Regions from separate parts of the Mus musculus genome. Here region 2 is linked to region 1. The links are chromatin contacts, called in public promoter capture Hi-C maps. All regions are on one chromosome and are shown on one strand. The core of a region is the stretch at or near the end of the contact, and the rest is flanking DNA. Distances in the headings are between cores, read along the strand shown. Region 1 holds the start of Tmem164 (transmembrane protein 164). Region 2 overlaps Acsl4 (acyl-CoA synthetase long-chain family member 4).

Region 1 (7,262 bases), core at 1,821-4,320:
CTCACCCTCTACCCTGCTGCACCCATGCCCCCCCCCCCCAGGGGCCCCAGAGCAGCCTCTCTTGCAACTGCTCTGAACTGCTCAAACTGCTAGTCCACACCAGGTTCCCTTTTCACTATGGGGCACTAGGACTTCCCTAAGAGCCAGTGAGATGGATAATCAGGTAAAGGCACTTTGCTGCCAAGCCTGAAGATTTGACTTGGACTCCCGGGACCTACACGGTGAGAGGAGAGAACTGACTCTTGTCCTCGGACTTCCAAACACATGACATGGTACTTGAGTGTCCCGTGCTCTCACATAATGAATGAATGAATGAATGAATGAATAAATAAATAAAATAATTTAAAAATGCTGCACTTAAAAAGCATTTTTGTTGTTGTTCTTAAAATTCGACCCATCATTTGTTTAATTTCTTCCTTGCCTCTTTACCTATAGGGGCAACACTTTCTTTGTGTTTCTTTGGTGTTTACTATGTGTCACTCTGTTAGGCACCGAGGGGTATGTTTGTGTAGAAAACATTAAGACCCTCCCATGCGGTCGGTGGAAGAGCTGGGTGTGGGAGGCAGGACTCACAGAGAGAACAATGGAAGGCAGTATGTGATTCAGAAGAAAATGAGAAGTGCACGCAACAAATGCTATACAAGTTTGGAGGAGGGAGAGCCCGCTGGAGGCTGGGTGGGGGATTGAGAAGAGTGATTTTTCCGTGGGTTTTGGAAGGTGGCTTGTTTCTGTAGATGTGGGGGAGGGCACCGAATTGGAGTGTATCACTTAAAGGCACATGCAAATGCTTGCTTGGATTCTTTTTTTGTTTGTTTGTTTGGTTGGTTTTTTTGAGACAGGGTTTCTCTGTGTAGCCCTGGCTGTCCTGGAACTCACTCTATAGACCAGGCTGGCCTCAAACTCAGAAATCTGCCTGCCTCTGCCTCCCAAGTGCTGGGATTAAAGGCGTGGGCCACCACCAATTAAAGGCACTTGCTTGGATTCTTAACAACAGGTAGTATTTAGTGGATACGCTCCACGTGACAGACAGGAAATAATGTTTTACAGAAGTCAACTCATTTGAACGAGCAAAACCCTATGAGCTATATTGTCATCCTTCTTCAAAGATAAGGAACTTGAGGCCTCCAGATGCTACATTCCTGTGCTCGGAGCCCCCTCACTTTGTTCTTTGGTCATACAGCCGAGATTCAGAAAAAACAAAACAAAACAAAACCCCAAAAAACCAACAACAACAACAACAACAAAACCGCCTAAGGAGGGCCAAGTGAGTGCCTCTGAACTGATCTTGTTCCTGGCCATTCTTTATTAGTTAGCCTCTTGAAAAACATCCTGCCTTTGGTGGATGCTTCAAAAAGCTTAAAGTCAGACAAGCTTGCCTGGCTGTATTTGTTAGGTTGCAAAGGATGGGAAGGTATCGGCCTGATAATCCAGGAGACTGTAGTTTACATCTTAAGACTGGCTTACAGTCGACATCAGAAAGTGTTTCCTAAGCAAGGTACCTAACTGTGGTTTTTCTGGATATTCTTCTAACGTATGCGAGTCTGCAATAAATATTAAACCAATATGAGGTACATTCTGAGTAGTTCTTTCCTTAATTACCGGCCCTTAGAGGAGCCAGCCCAGCCACGAGGTAGAGAGCGTCAGAGAAGAGGGGGCCCCCTGGACCCAGCTAGCGCTCACTTTTCCTGGCTGTTCTTTCCAAGGTGGGGTTAGGAAGCAGCTGCGCTCTCTCTGTCTCTCGCTCTCTGTGTCTCTCTGTCTCTGTCTCTGTCTCTCTCTGCGGGTGGGGGACGGGGGTGGGGAGGGAAAGAGGTCAGGAGAATCTTCTTTTCCTCCACCAAGTCTATCACTGAAGGTTCGCTGTGGTCGGAAGGGGGCGGAGAGGAAGAAGGACGGCAGGAGGGAAGGAGGGAGAGAGCCAGCAAGGTTTGTGTAGGGTGGGGGGAGGGGGGAGAGAGAGAAAAGCATCAGAGCTGGGTTAGAAGGAGTCCGAGGAGAAATCCTCAAATTTAGGCACTCAAGAAGAAAGTGAGGCTGTGACAAGAAGGTGAGCAATACTTTTATGGTCTTTTTTTTTTTTTTTTTTTGAATCTCCCATTTCAAGGCCGAAGGGAGGAAGCAGGAAGTCCATACTCAGCACACTCCCCAAGCTAAAGCCTGTCCATCAGTTTCACAGCCTTACTCCTAGAAGTTAGCGAGGACCGGCTGAGTGCCCAGTATGTGGTCAGGTATGCAAAGTAGTGGCCCGAGAACCAGGTCAACGGAGGAGTTAGTCCGCCAGGCTTAGGTGGGGAGGTGAATTCAGTCACAGTGGCGAAAGAGCAAAACTGTGCGCGAGTGCACGCTTGGAGTGCAGAAGACCAGGCTGGAGAAGGAGGAGGAAAGAGGCGGGGATGGGGCCTCCGAGGGTAGCAGGGTGGGGGCGGGGGTGGGGTGGGGTGGGGTGGGGAGCAGAGAGGAAGCAGGGCAGGAGGTGGGAAGCGAGGACGAAGTGGGTAGGCTGTGGAGGGAAGGCTGCGAGGCGGGGCAGTGGTGGCTTGAAGACGTGTGTATGTGTGTGTGTGTGTGTGTGTATGTGTGTGTGTAGGGAGGGAGTGAAGTGGATCGGAGGAGTGTGTGTGTGTGTGTGTGTGTGTAGGGAGGGGGTGAAGTGGACGGGAGGAGGGCCGAAGGTGGAGGGAGTTGGCGACGAGGGGGTGGAGAGAGGGAGGGGAAACCGGAGGAAGCGAGCGGCGGCTGCCGGGGGAGGAAGGCAAGGAGGAGGAGCCGGAGCGGCGGCGGTGGCGGCTGCTGCTGCTGCTGCGGCCGCCTGGGGAGCCCAGCCGAGTGCCGCCTGGGGCTGCGGGGAGTGAGGGGAGACGGAGAGTTCGGTGGAGCCCGGGCAGCGGAGCCGAGCAGCGGGTGAGTGGAGCCCCAGGGGGACTCGGCGGCCAGTCCTCGGGGGGCCGGACGAGGAGGAGCGGGAAGATGGAGCGGTGGCGGCGGGGCGGAGGGTGGCGGCCCCATGGCCCGGCCCCTGGCTGGCCCCGCGTCCCCGCCCTCCCTCTCGGCTTCCTCCCGCCGCCCGCCTGCGCCTGGGGGGCTGGTCCGGAGCAGGCGGAGGGCTGAGGGTGGCGCTGGCCCGGAGGGCGGGCGTGAGGGGCCAGGGGGGGTGGAGCTGGGGGTTCGGGGGTGTACCCAGGGGCGGGAGGCTGGACCGGGACTGCTCTAAATTGGCTGGAGAGGGGGCCCCGTCGGCGGCGAAGTTGCTAGCTGGGGGCAGAGACGGCCACGCGGTTGCAGGAGTAAGACCCCCCCCCCCTCTCGTGGAGTGGCTGAGACGAGGAGTCCGGCGTCCCTGCCCTCCCCGTCGCCCTCCCCGCCTGCCCAGCCCTGCTAGCTTCTCTCCTAGCCTCCGCGTGTCCCCTCTCTCTCTCACCCCCTTCTGCCTCCCGCTTGGCTCCCTCGGCAGTGCCTAGTGCCGGGCCCCCTAGGTCCCAGTCCTGACCCTCTTGGCCTCCAACTTGCCTTCACCCGTGCTTGCTTGGCCACCACTCCCGTTCCCCTTTTCTTCCCTCACTAGTTACCCCTCCCCGCTTCGTTAATTCCCGTGCAATTGCCTCTTTGAGACCTTTTTTTCCTCTCCTTCCTTTTAGATTGGCCAACGGCTCCTTTCAACCCTGCCTCGTTGGTGGCCACTGGAGAAGCGCGGGGGGCTCCCCAGACAGCCGTGGGGACAAGTTAGAGCCAGCACTTTATCCCGGGCCTCGCGTGTAGCTTTCCCTCCCCTGTTCTAGGTGCCCCAGTGTCCAGAGGGGGGTGCGGGTGTGCCCTCCTTACATGTTCCACCGCCCGGGCAACCCTTCGGTCTCGTGTTCCATCTCGCTCTTGCTTCCTGTACCGTAGTCAAGTGGAGCCACTTTGCATCATGTCCCGGTATAGCTACCAAAGTCTCCTGGACTGGCTCTATGGGGGCGTCGACCCCAGTTTTGCAGGCAATGGGGGCCCCGACTGTGCTGCCTTCCTGTCTTGGCAGCAGCGGCTGCTGGAAAGTGTGGTGGTCCTGACCCTGGCCCTGTTGGAGATCCTGGTGGCCCTGCGGCACATCCTGAGGCAGAAGGAGGACGGTAGGGGTGGCCGTAGCAGCCAGCCACAGCAGGTGACCCAGCGGCCAGAGGAAGGCAAGGAGAGCCTGAGCAAGAATCTGCTCTTAGTAGCCCTGTGCCTGATCTTCGGGGTGGAGGTGGGCTTTAAGTTCGCCACCAAGACCGTCATCTACCTGCTCAACCCTTGTCACCTGGTCACCATGATGCATGTGAGTCTGTTGACTTTTTCCTGGGCAGCCTAAGTGATAAGAGTCATTAGCGTGCTCAGGACACTGGTGTGTAGAGCACTTCGTTCCCGTGGGAAGTGGGACCCTTACAAATGCTTTTCCAACCAGCATCCGCTTTTGTGCTAGTAAACTTCAGCATTGCACAACAGGTCAGCCCCACAGTGGAGGTGAACCCTAGAAATGACTTGCACTTGGAGCCCCATGCCCCTCCCATCTCAGCTCTGCTGGGGCCTGGCCTTTTCACCAGCAGGAAGTCCAGCCCCAGCTAGGTGACCATTCAGGATCACATCTGTGGCGCATGGCCAGCACTCCTGCCTTTTGTAGTAGTTTCCCAAGGGGCCTGGTGACAGGCTTTCCTGGAGGTGGTGGTCACACAAGCTTCTTTGTCTCCACTGTGGTACATTGGGGGGAATAGTTTTAGGGGTTTCTCTTAATGACTCTTTCATTTCAGGGTGTCTGCTCTCGGGGTGAGGTCAGCTTTTAGGTTGTAAGATACTTGAGCAACCTAATTTCCTCACAGGCTGGAGATCGCGATCCCGTGTGAGAGGGGTTTTCCTTTTTTCAAACTTCTCCATCTTACCACTTGAAGTCTCCGTCCTATGCTCCAAGGGTGTTCAAGAAAGCTGACTTCTTTTGCTTCCCTGACCTCTTACCCATTAAGCTATGCTAAGACAAGCAAATGGGATTGATAGGGGAAGTTGCCAGCTGGGTACCAGTAATCTGTTCTTTCCTAGGCCTGCTCAGGGAAGTTCTGAGGCTCTAACTTCCTGCAGCTTGAGGAGAAAAGGAAGAAAGGGAAGGCAATCAGGACTTTTAGATTCCAGGCTGTGGAAAACTTTGCTTGTTTGACTCTGACTCGGAGTAGTTTTGAAGCCTGTCATTAGCATCTTTATTGCTTTTATATTTGTTGAAGGTTATGCTCAGGTGAATTGTGACAACCTTGCATAGGGCCAGAGAGGTTGAGATTATTATCCTCACGTTACAGGTTCTAGGATAGAAGTCACTTGCCTCAAGGGAAAAAAAAAAGGTTTAGCATCAGGGACTGACTGACCTCAAACCCACTCTCCTTTGGAGTTGCAAATCTCCAGTCCTAAACCAGGAGTGGCTGAGGGTGATGAGGCCTTCCTGTAAGATTTGGCTGTGTATTTGTAGCTCAGATATCTGCTAGTTCCCCCTTCCTAAATATCCATTTGTTTACCCATTCTTGGCCTCAGTGGAGAATGACCTTGGTCCTTTGGCATCTTGTAGAGGTGTAGATAACTCTGGAATAAAAGGGATGGTATTGATTGGGTCACTAAAAGCATGGAAAAGAGATGGGGTGGGCAGCATTTTTTTGAAAAAAAAATTTTTTTTGAGAGAGCGAGAGCTTCTTGGGAAGGGGGTGCCATTCACAGCAAAGGCCAGGGCTGTCTTGCGCAAATTTGACCCGTCCTCTTTCTTTCTTTTAAATGAATGGCCTTTTTGTTAATGAGGGGCGACAAAACATCTGAGCTTCTGTTGTGTGTGCCTCTTCAGGCAGGAGTGCAGGTGGTGGGTCAGAGGGTACCTCTACAAAGAGGTCTGGAGGCCTCTGGCAACCACAGATCTAGAAGGTCAACAAAGGGTTAAATTCAGCCTCAGTGGGGCTGCTGCTGGGGTGATGACCTCAAACCTGGATGCGCCATGTCTTTTACAGGAAGATTTTAGAGGCTCTTAAAAGACTCAGGAGGCCTGGAGTTAATTAGTTGTATGGCTTGGGGGAAAGTACCCTTTCTGAGCCTCAGTTTCTCTACCCGTAAGATGAGACAAGAGTTGGACACCTAGCCCTTGACAGTCTGTTCTGTGATTCTTTGCTTCAGAACCGTTGGGTATAATAACAGAGACACTTTGAAAGGCTTTTGACCTCCTTATGCCAAAAAAAAAAAAAAAAAAAAAAAAAGGAAACTGGTCCCCGAGGAACTCAGGTAGCTACCCAGTTCACTCTTAGCTTTTGCCCCATATGGCTCTCAGTAAAGTAAAATTCTCCAGGTGACCCTTGGTGGCACATGTTGGGGGGAACGACTAGCAGCTGAATTTTTGCCACCCCCCACCCCCAGGGTTTTTCCCTCCTCTTAGCTTATACCCTAAAGCTACAGAGTGAAGGCAGAGACTGGAGTCATGCTGATACATTCTTGCAGTGTCCTGGGGATTGTATTCCTTTGTCCTCTATCCCCAACCACTGCTTTGTAACCCACTCAGGTCCTAGGCTTTGATGCACCCAACTTTCAATGCGTTCTATGTGGCTCTTCCTTAGAAGCAGGACTATGGATTTTTTTTTCAAGTTGATGAAAGTCAGTTAAAAAAAGAAACATTAACAGCAGCTGTTTGCAGCCAGTGTTCTGCCTTAGATGCAAAAATGACTAATGATAGTTTGGAAGACTACTAACACCTTACCATACTACTAATGTCTACCATTTTACTGCTCGAAAAGCACTTTCCTATGCATGATCGTATTCAAGGTTGTGATAGATCAGCTAAGGCCTGGAGAATGAGATGTTAAAATGTTTCCTGTGAGTGCCTCTATTGCAAAGGGGAGATATTCTGAATCAGGAAATGCTTTTTGCAAATGAATTAGCTGAAATTAGGCTATAACATAGTAACAGATTGTAGAGATGTGAGTTGAAGTGAAAAGAAGTTTCACCGTGATCATGCTCGATGTTTGATACTATCTGTGGCCTCCAGTTTGGTTTTGTAGAAAGATCTTTTCTAGGAGAGTCTCTTTAAGTATGTAACAAGGGCTATGTTACTTTAGGCCAGGAAGTAGGGGAGTTGGAGGGAAATTGATTCCTTTCTCCAGCTCTCATTTTTCAGTCTGCAAAATATTCATTTGCAACGCCTTGTTACACCGACCCTCGTCACAGCCATGCTACATTGGGCGGCTGCCAACTGTAGTAACATAAGGAAGGCCATAACTTGTGTCTGGATTCTCTTC
Region 2 (7,262 bases), core at 1,312-3,811, 310 kb before region 1:
TAAAATCGAAAGGCTCCAGACACAAGTAAACGATCTAAAAGTTGCTAAGTGTGTCCTTGAGGAGAATCTTCTCTCTTGTAGCAATAGAGCTCAAGTTGCAGAAAATCAAACTGAAATCCTCATTGTAAGGTTGGCTGAACTACAGCGAAAATTCAAGTCTCAGCCTCAGAGTGTGTCGACAGTTAAAGGGTACTAATTGACAAAGAATGGAATCCTATAACTTGAGATGGGGATGTGTGAGAAGACCATGTTGAAGCTGAGAATTTTGAATCTTCAGATTCTCAAGGGTTTGCCCCTCCTGAAGAAGCAGTACCCTCAGCCCCACCACCACTTGAAATAATGCCTTCCCCACGTTAGGAAAGTAATTCTGCAGAGTCTGATAAACCAGCAGTGACTTTCATTGAAGAAATGGCCAGATGTATGATTATTCACTGAGTCATGGGCTGTAGCCAATGGATTGGCTAGATGGTCAGGGACTTGGAAAGATCACAATTGGAAAATTGGTGAGAAAGACATCTGGGGAAGAAGTATGTGGATAGATCTCTCCAAATGGGCAAAGGATGTGAAGATATTTGTGTCCCATGTAAATGCTCACCAAAAGGTGACTTCAGCCGAGGAGGAGTTCAATAATCAAGTGGATAAGATGACCCGTTCTGTGGACAGTCAGCCTCTCTCCCCAGCCATCCCTGTCATTGCTCAATGGGCACATGAACAAAGTGGCCATGGTGGTCGAGATGGAGGTTATGCTTGGGCTCAGCAACACGGGCTTCCACTCACCAAGGCTGACCTGGCTACAGCGGCTGCTGAATGCCAGATCTGCCAACAGCAGAAACCAACGCTGAGCCCCAGATATGGCACCATTCCTCGAGGTGACCAGCCAGCAACCTGGTGGCAGGTTGACTACATTGGACCACTTCCTTTGTGGAAAGGACAGCGTTTTGTTCTTACTGGAGTAGACACTTATTCTGGTTATAGATTTGCCTTTCCTGCACGTAAAGCCTCTGCTAAAACCACCATCCACGGACTGACAGAATGCCTTATCTATCGTCATGGTATTGAGCCAGGCGGTGGTGGCAAACATCTTTAATCCCAGCACTCGGGAGGCAGAGGCAGAGGCAGGCGTATTTCTGAGTTTGAAGACAGCCTGGTCTACAGAGTGAGTTACAGGACAGCCAGGGCTACACAGAGAAACCCTGTCTTGAAAAAAAAAAAAAAGAAGAAGAATGGTGTTTATAGATAGGAGAAAAACCAAGAACAGCAGCATCTAAGCAACACTTCAAAACGGAAATGTCCAGATTGCAGAATTATAGGTGGCTTTAAAAAAAAAAACGTTATCCTTAAATTTGTCTTAGATCTTTTTAAAGCTTCCACAGAGAATATAATCCATGTTTCACTAATAATAAGAAAGACTTTCAGTTAGTTCTAATTTATGCTGATATATTTCTCTGTGTTGATAAGTGACAATCAATATATCATCCCCAAAGGTAAAATTTGAACCAACTCAGGAGAATAAGTGATACTTAAAAAGAAGCCAAGATCTGATTTCAAATATACTAATACAATTAGATTGAATACTTCCTCTGTTTTCTTTTTTTCTTTAGGGTGGGTGAGGAGGGGTTCAAAATGGGGTATCTCTGTGTAGCCCTGGCTGTCCTGGAACTCACTCTGTAGACCAGGCTGGCCTCGAACTCAGAGATCTGACTGTCTTTGCCTCCTGAGTGCCAGGATTAAAATTGTGCACTACAGCCACCCGATATTTCCATCTTTCAACCAGATTTAAAGTCAAATCAACAACCTTTTTCTTATTATAACTATAATGCTGTTTGCTAAGACTAAGCATCCTTGCCATTCCCTCTGTTAAAATGAAACTAACAAAGGCATGGTGTGGCTGCAGGTCAGGGGAAGAGTGCTTACCTAGTAGGCCAAGGGCCTTATTTTCATCCCTCTGCACAAATAAATGAGCAAATACTAGCAAAAAAAAATATTACTGTTGTGGTCCCACGAGTCACCCCAGAAATATTTCAACTACCACTAAATAAATAGATGCCATTAAAAAGCCAGCAACTATGAAGCGTCCCACACACAAATGAAAGTGTTAATAATGTCTGGAGTCCACCGCTCCATCTATCTTTCCTATTAAAACAAACAAGAATACAAATGATAGAAGACAACTACATAATATAATACTTAATAACCCTTTTAATGTCTGTGTGTAGACTACAGAGTATTGCTTTCTACACTGGTAATCAGAGGGTCTTTGAAGGGATTTCAATAGTGAACCCTTTTTTAGTACCTCTTGTTTAATATCTGGCCTCTGGAAACAAACATGAAACTTTAGAGACTATCACTTTACCAAACACAGTCTTGCTTTGAGACACTGCAAGGAAATGTGATACCTTATAAATGTGCCCTGGATGATTTCACAAAGTAGGACGCAGAGAAAGGCTGAATCATTTCTCTCCCTCAAAGTTTTCATTTCAGAATGTTTCAGGCAGCCGTAAAGCATCATTAAGTAATCTCACTTCCTGTAAGGTCAACGGGTCTCTGAAAGTGTCCTGCAGTAACCTCAAGAGGGCCGTGCTGCAGGAAGTTCACAATCCTGACGACTAGGCAAGAAAGCCATGTGCTATGCACAGGAGTTTATTGCAATACACAACAAGAGATTTACTCAAAACAACGTTGCCTTCCACGTTAAAGGAAACTTAGCTATAACTGCACAGAAGTAACACTTGAGAAGCTAGATTCCAAAAACCATGATTTATCACGAAGAAAGGAGAATCAGCGTGGTCACATCTCCAAGCTTCCCAAGAACTGTAGCTGAGCTGTCATCCTACAGTAGAATCAGACTCCTCTTTTAGAAAAAAAAAGTTGTCTCTAGTTATCCCACATACAGAAAATACAGATAGATGTATGATCACTATACTGAAAACACTTGCAGGTTCAAACTCTTCTTTGAATCCATAGTCATGTGTCATACATGAGTAACAAGAACACTAGCTACACAGCATTAACCTCACTGTCTCTTCTGTCTGTCTGTCATCCCCTACTTCTCCTTCACATATGTGTGCACATACGTTATAGTCTTACAAAAGCTACAATTTTAGCTTATGTACAACTGAGCATTTACAATCCACCTAAAATCTACAATAATGCCTTGATTCCAAATTAAAATCTTCATCTTAAAAGGATTAAGGATTTATTTTTTTTTTTGTATTTATATGAGTACACTGCAGCTGTCTTCAGACACACACCAGAAGAATGCATTGGATCCCATGACAGATGGGTGCGAGTCACCACGTGGTTGCTAGGACCTCTGGAAGAACAGTCAGTGCTCTTAACCACTGAGCCATCTCTCCAGCCCAAAAGTTTATATTTTAAGATGAAATAAAACATATGCAGTGGAAGAAATATCTCCATTTAATTTTTATTTTTACATTCATGCAAGTTTAAAAGACAATAGTTCAAATATTGAAACTGAGTTCCAATTTAACACTGAAAATCAAAAAAAATATGTTGACAAGTTAACTTCAGAAATCAAACAAAATTTCTACCTTTTGCAGATTAATGAACATCTTGTGTTCTGGAGGCTTTTTTTGGCAGTAAATAAATAAATAAATAACATAATATAATATAATATAACATAACATAACATAACATAACATAACATAACCAGTTATAATTTCCCATCTATACTTTTCTGGAAACCTTAGCAATGCATATCAAATAATGCTTGTTTGACTACCAGCCAATGACAAAAGACTAAAGCGAATCTGAATGTTTGTAAACTAATGCAGACCCTATAAATGCCAGCTGCTGGAATAGTTAATTCTCTGGGTCTCCAGTGCAGCCTCAGCATGCTAAGAAATGAGAGCAGAGCTCTCACCGGCTCACAGGCACCATGCTTCACCCGAGCTTAAGGCAGCCCAGATGAAAGGCAGCCTGCAGAACAAACAGGGGTCAATATGCCACAACTAGACAACTTATGTTCAACTGCTGGCTGGGCCACTTACTGGAGGCTGGTGACCTCTTAGATCCAGTTACCACAAGTATAAAATAGGGAGAGCACGGCTAGTGCCCACACCTTTTGCCATGATGAACTTATAGTTTCTCAAAAGCAATGACTTCTGGTCTTTCACCTCCTTTCCTAGCACATCATTTCTCTTCTGTCAGGAACATTCTATTCTTCCCTTTTCCGGCTTCCTTTACATCTTCATTTAAGCAGTTCTGGTAGAAAGCCCTCTCTGACTGTCCATCTGTGTCACATGCATTTGACACTGGCCCTCAAAGCACTCTGGAGCTCCGCACTTAAACTTCTACTTGTGGTCTCCTGCTTTAGTTCTCTCATTATTTAAGATGAAGGCCATGCTTCTCTTGATCACCACTGCAACACTGGGGAGCACCATACGGGTACAGGGCAGACTCCAAGTAGATGCTTAGTTAAGTGTTCCTTAAATGAATATTGAATGAAATGACCAGTCAGACAATGGCAAATAACAGCAAGAGGAAATTGAGGAAGAATTTCTAAGCTACAGCTTTCATGCTACGCTGAAGTATGAGCTCTTCACATATTACAGGAGTGTTTCTTCTTATACAACGAGAAGTTTTCCATTAAACATCAAAAGAAGTATCATATTCTTACCAAAATACAAAATAAGTGCCCTTTTGTGCAAAGAACCATAACTTCATAAAGCAGAGCAAACAAGAATCCACTCGGTATGTTTACGCTTATTATTAATATCGTGTCCCATATTCCAAAGTCTTTATTTAAATAGACTATCAGAACCACGTTATACAGCTCGTGTTCAGCTCCCTAAATATCAGCTGAAACACGCAAATATTAGTGGCCTGAGTGGAGGAAAAAAAAACAGAAGATGAAACCATGAACAAAGAAGAACATACAAGAAAAAGTATTTGAAATGGTGAAAAATAAATGCAGCAATAATAGCAGCGTTTCTATACATTGCCACTGGGTGGCAGCACTGTAACTAGCTAGGCAACACAGAAATGAACCTGGAGACAGATCAGGCTGTTTTACAGAGCTTAAGTTGAAAACTCCAGTCAGTTTCTATACTGATAGGCAACACATTCAAGGTTCTGTCGTCATAGGCCTTAAGTAGGTTATGAGACTTGAGGAAGGTAAGTTTAGTTACCACTTTGGCCTAAATATGTATGTCAGTACCCTATTCTAAATGTGGAGATTCTCAGTGGAGAAAGAGGGATTAGAAAAACCTAGAAAGCATTTGCAAAATTCAGGGTGAACCACATAAAAGTATGACAGTCAAAAGTTCACTACATACATTTTTTTTAATTCCACAAACTTAAATAGTTCAATTTGACATACGCATATATTATTAATCCAGTACTACGGCTGAAAGGTAATAGTTCTATTTTTTTTTAAGGTGAAAAAAGCATTGGAAACATAGTTGGCCTTTTACTTAATGTAATAAAGAATTAACTGAACAGAGATACAACAAAGTATTTAAGGTGAAGGAATAACATATTAAAAAAACAACAGATATAAGTAAAAAATTACCAAAGAAAAGACATGTTATATTTAAGTGTAAAAAGGAAAATTTCAAAAATGTATTTAAAATATGTTTGGCAGCCTATCTTTTAGGGAAATCCAGAGTTTGTGAGAAATGGGCTTATATTCTCCATAGAAAAACAGACAAAGGTGTCTATTTAAAAAATGCTAAAACTCAGTTGTCTCTTAGGATTACCCATACTTTATTTTTGTAATTGTCTCTATATATTCTAAAATAAATGTATAGAGTACTTTGAATGCTGTGACAGAAATCAACACCTAGGTAATACAAAGTGAATTCTAGCTTAATTGCTTTGCCACTGTTATGTTATAAACAATGTTGAAATTAGGGGAAACAGTACAAATTATACATGGACTGTAGCACCATCTCTAATATATTTTCTATGGGCTTAATATCGCTCCAAATAAAACGTGTTCATTTAAAAGCAGTAAGATCAGCATTAATGTCACAATTAAAAATACAGATTATCGGTCTGGAGAGGTGGCTCAGCAGTTAAGAGCACCGACTGCTCTTCCAGAGGTCCTGAGTTCAATTCCCAGCAGCTACATGGTGGCTCATGTAATGAGCATCCAAAGCTGTCTTCTGGTGTGTCTGAAGGCAGTGACAGTGTACTCACATATAGTAAATAAATGTATGTTAGTAAATGTAAATGAGCAAGTGGGACTGGAGCGGGCGGGGCCAGAAAACAAAAGTATGTACCAATTGTAAGAATTTACAGTGTATTCACATACATACATACATACATACATACATACATACATAAGACCGTTTTTAAAAAGGAGTCATTTATTTAAGCCATTCCTAAGGATTCATAATAGGTAAACTAAACTCTTGATCAGTAAATCATCACACCTTCTAACATTATAACACAAAACTGTAGAGGCAGCTATGCCATTGAGTCTCCCTTAAATATACAAATGGTATGACTCTGCTGGACCAAGTTTACTGAAGCAAGAAACAAATCCTGAAGGATCCCCTGATTGGTTTGTAATCACCATACCATGGAGAGTTGATTAGGAAATGAATTAAAAGTTAAAATACAGTCTTGACAACTGTTTTCTGTCACATTCAAAAACAGCTACTCTCCCAAATCCTTAGTAGTTACAAATGCATGTGCAAGCATCTGTTCAAGAAACAGCCCATAAGCTGTGCTCTGCCCTCATGGAACTTGGTGTTCAATAAACAACATTTTCAGGAGACAGCAGCCTAATATAGATAAAGAGGTACACCAGGAGAAGGTCACAGACGAGGCAAATCTTCTCGTCCAACTAGATGATTACAGACTTTTAAAAGTTATTAATAATAGCTACTGAGTATCCAGTTATACGTGCTACTGCTAAAAGGTGGGGAGAGGATTATCTGGCTTGCTTACTTAAAATCAATTTTTATTTTAAAAGTTCATTTAAACGTCAGGCCATGAAAACACGTGCACAACAAAGAATGAATATGAGGTTCTAAAAGAGCACAGAGGAATGAAAAATGCCATGTCCAAAAACACAAATAAGGGGCCGGAGAGATGGCTCAGCGATTAAGAGCACTGACTGATCTTTCAAGGTCCTGAGTTCAAGTTCTAGCAACCACATGGTGGCTCACAACCATCTGTAATGGGACCTGATGCCCTCTTCTGGTGTGTCTGAAGACAGCTACAGTGTACTCACATAAAATAAACCTTTAAAAAAAAAGTGATCGGGCATGGTGGTGCACGCCTTTAATACC

The links. Promoter capture Hi-C pulls out the DNA fragments that hold promoters and counts their contacts.
Region 2: a promoter capture Hi-C map of the HPC-7 cell line shows a contact between it and region 1. The contact joins the enhancer-like site here to the promoter of Tmem164 in region 1. A contact is called at or near these places in 15 of 39 promoter capture datasets (the 3T3-L1 cell line, 3T3-L1-derived adipocytes, the C10 cell line and 9 more), 5 of 484 Hi-C or Micro-C datasets (the BV-2 cell line, CD4 T cells, the N1E-115 cell line and 2 more) and 2 of 9 other capture datasets (adipose tissue and liver).

Annotation. Positions count from the first base shown.
Region 1 is chrX:142,678,656-142,685,917 of GRCm38.p6, forward strand. Tmem164 (transmembrane protein 164) reads left to right here and starts at 3,071. Exons shown (of 7, transcript NM_001199360.1): 1 at 3,071-3,284; 2 at 3,636-4,294. The coding sequence starts at 3,908.
Region 2 is chrX:142,367,595-142,374,856 of GRCm38.p6, forward strand. The region is part of intron 1 of Acsl4 (acyl-CoA synthetase long-chain family member 4); the gene reads right to left. Among named protein-coding and RNA genes, the nearest start is that of Acsl4, 19 kb to the right of the region's middle. Within about 2 kb of position 2,562, at least 64 of the 459 cell types and tissues checked have an H3K27ac peak or open chromatin away from gene starts, as enhancers often do. A contact at or near this core is called in the BV-2 cell line, the HPC-7 cell line, the N1E-115 cell line and 1 more, where this site is marked.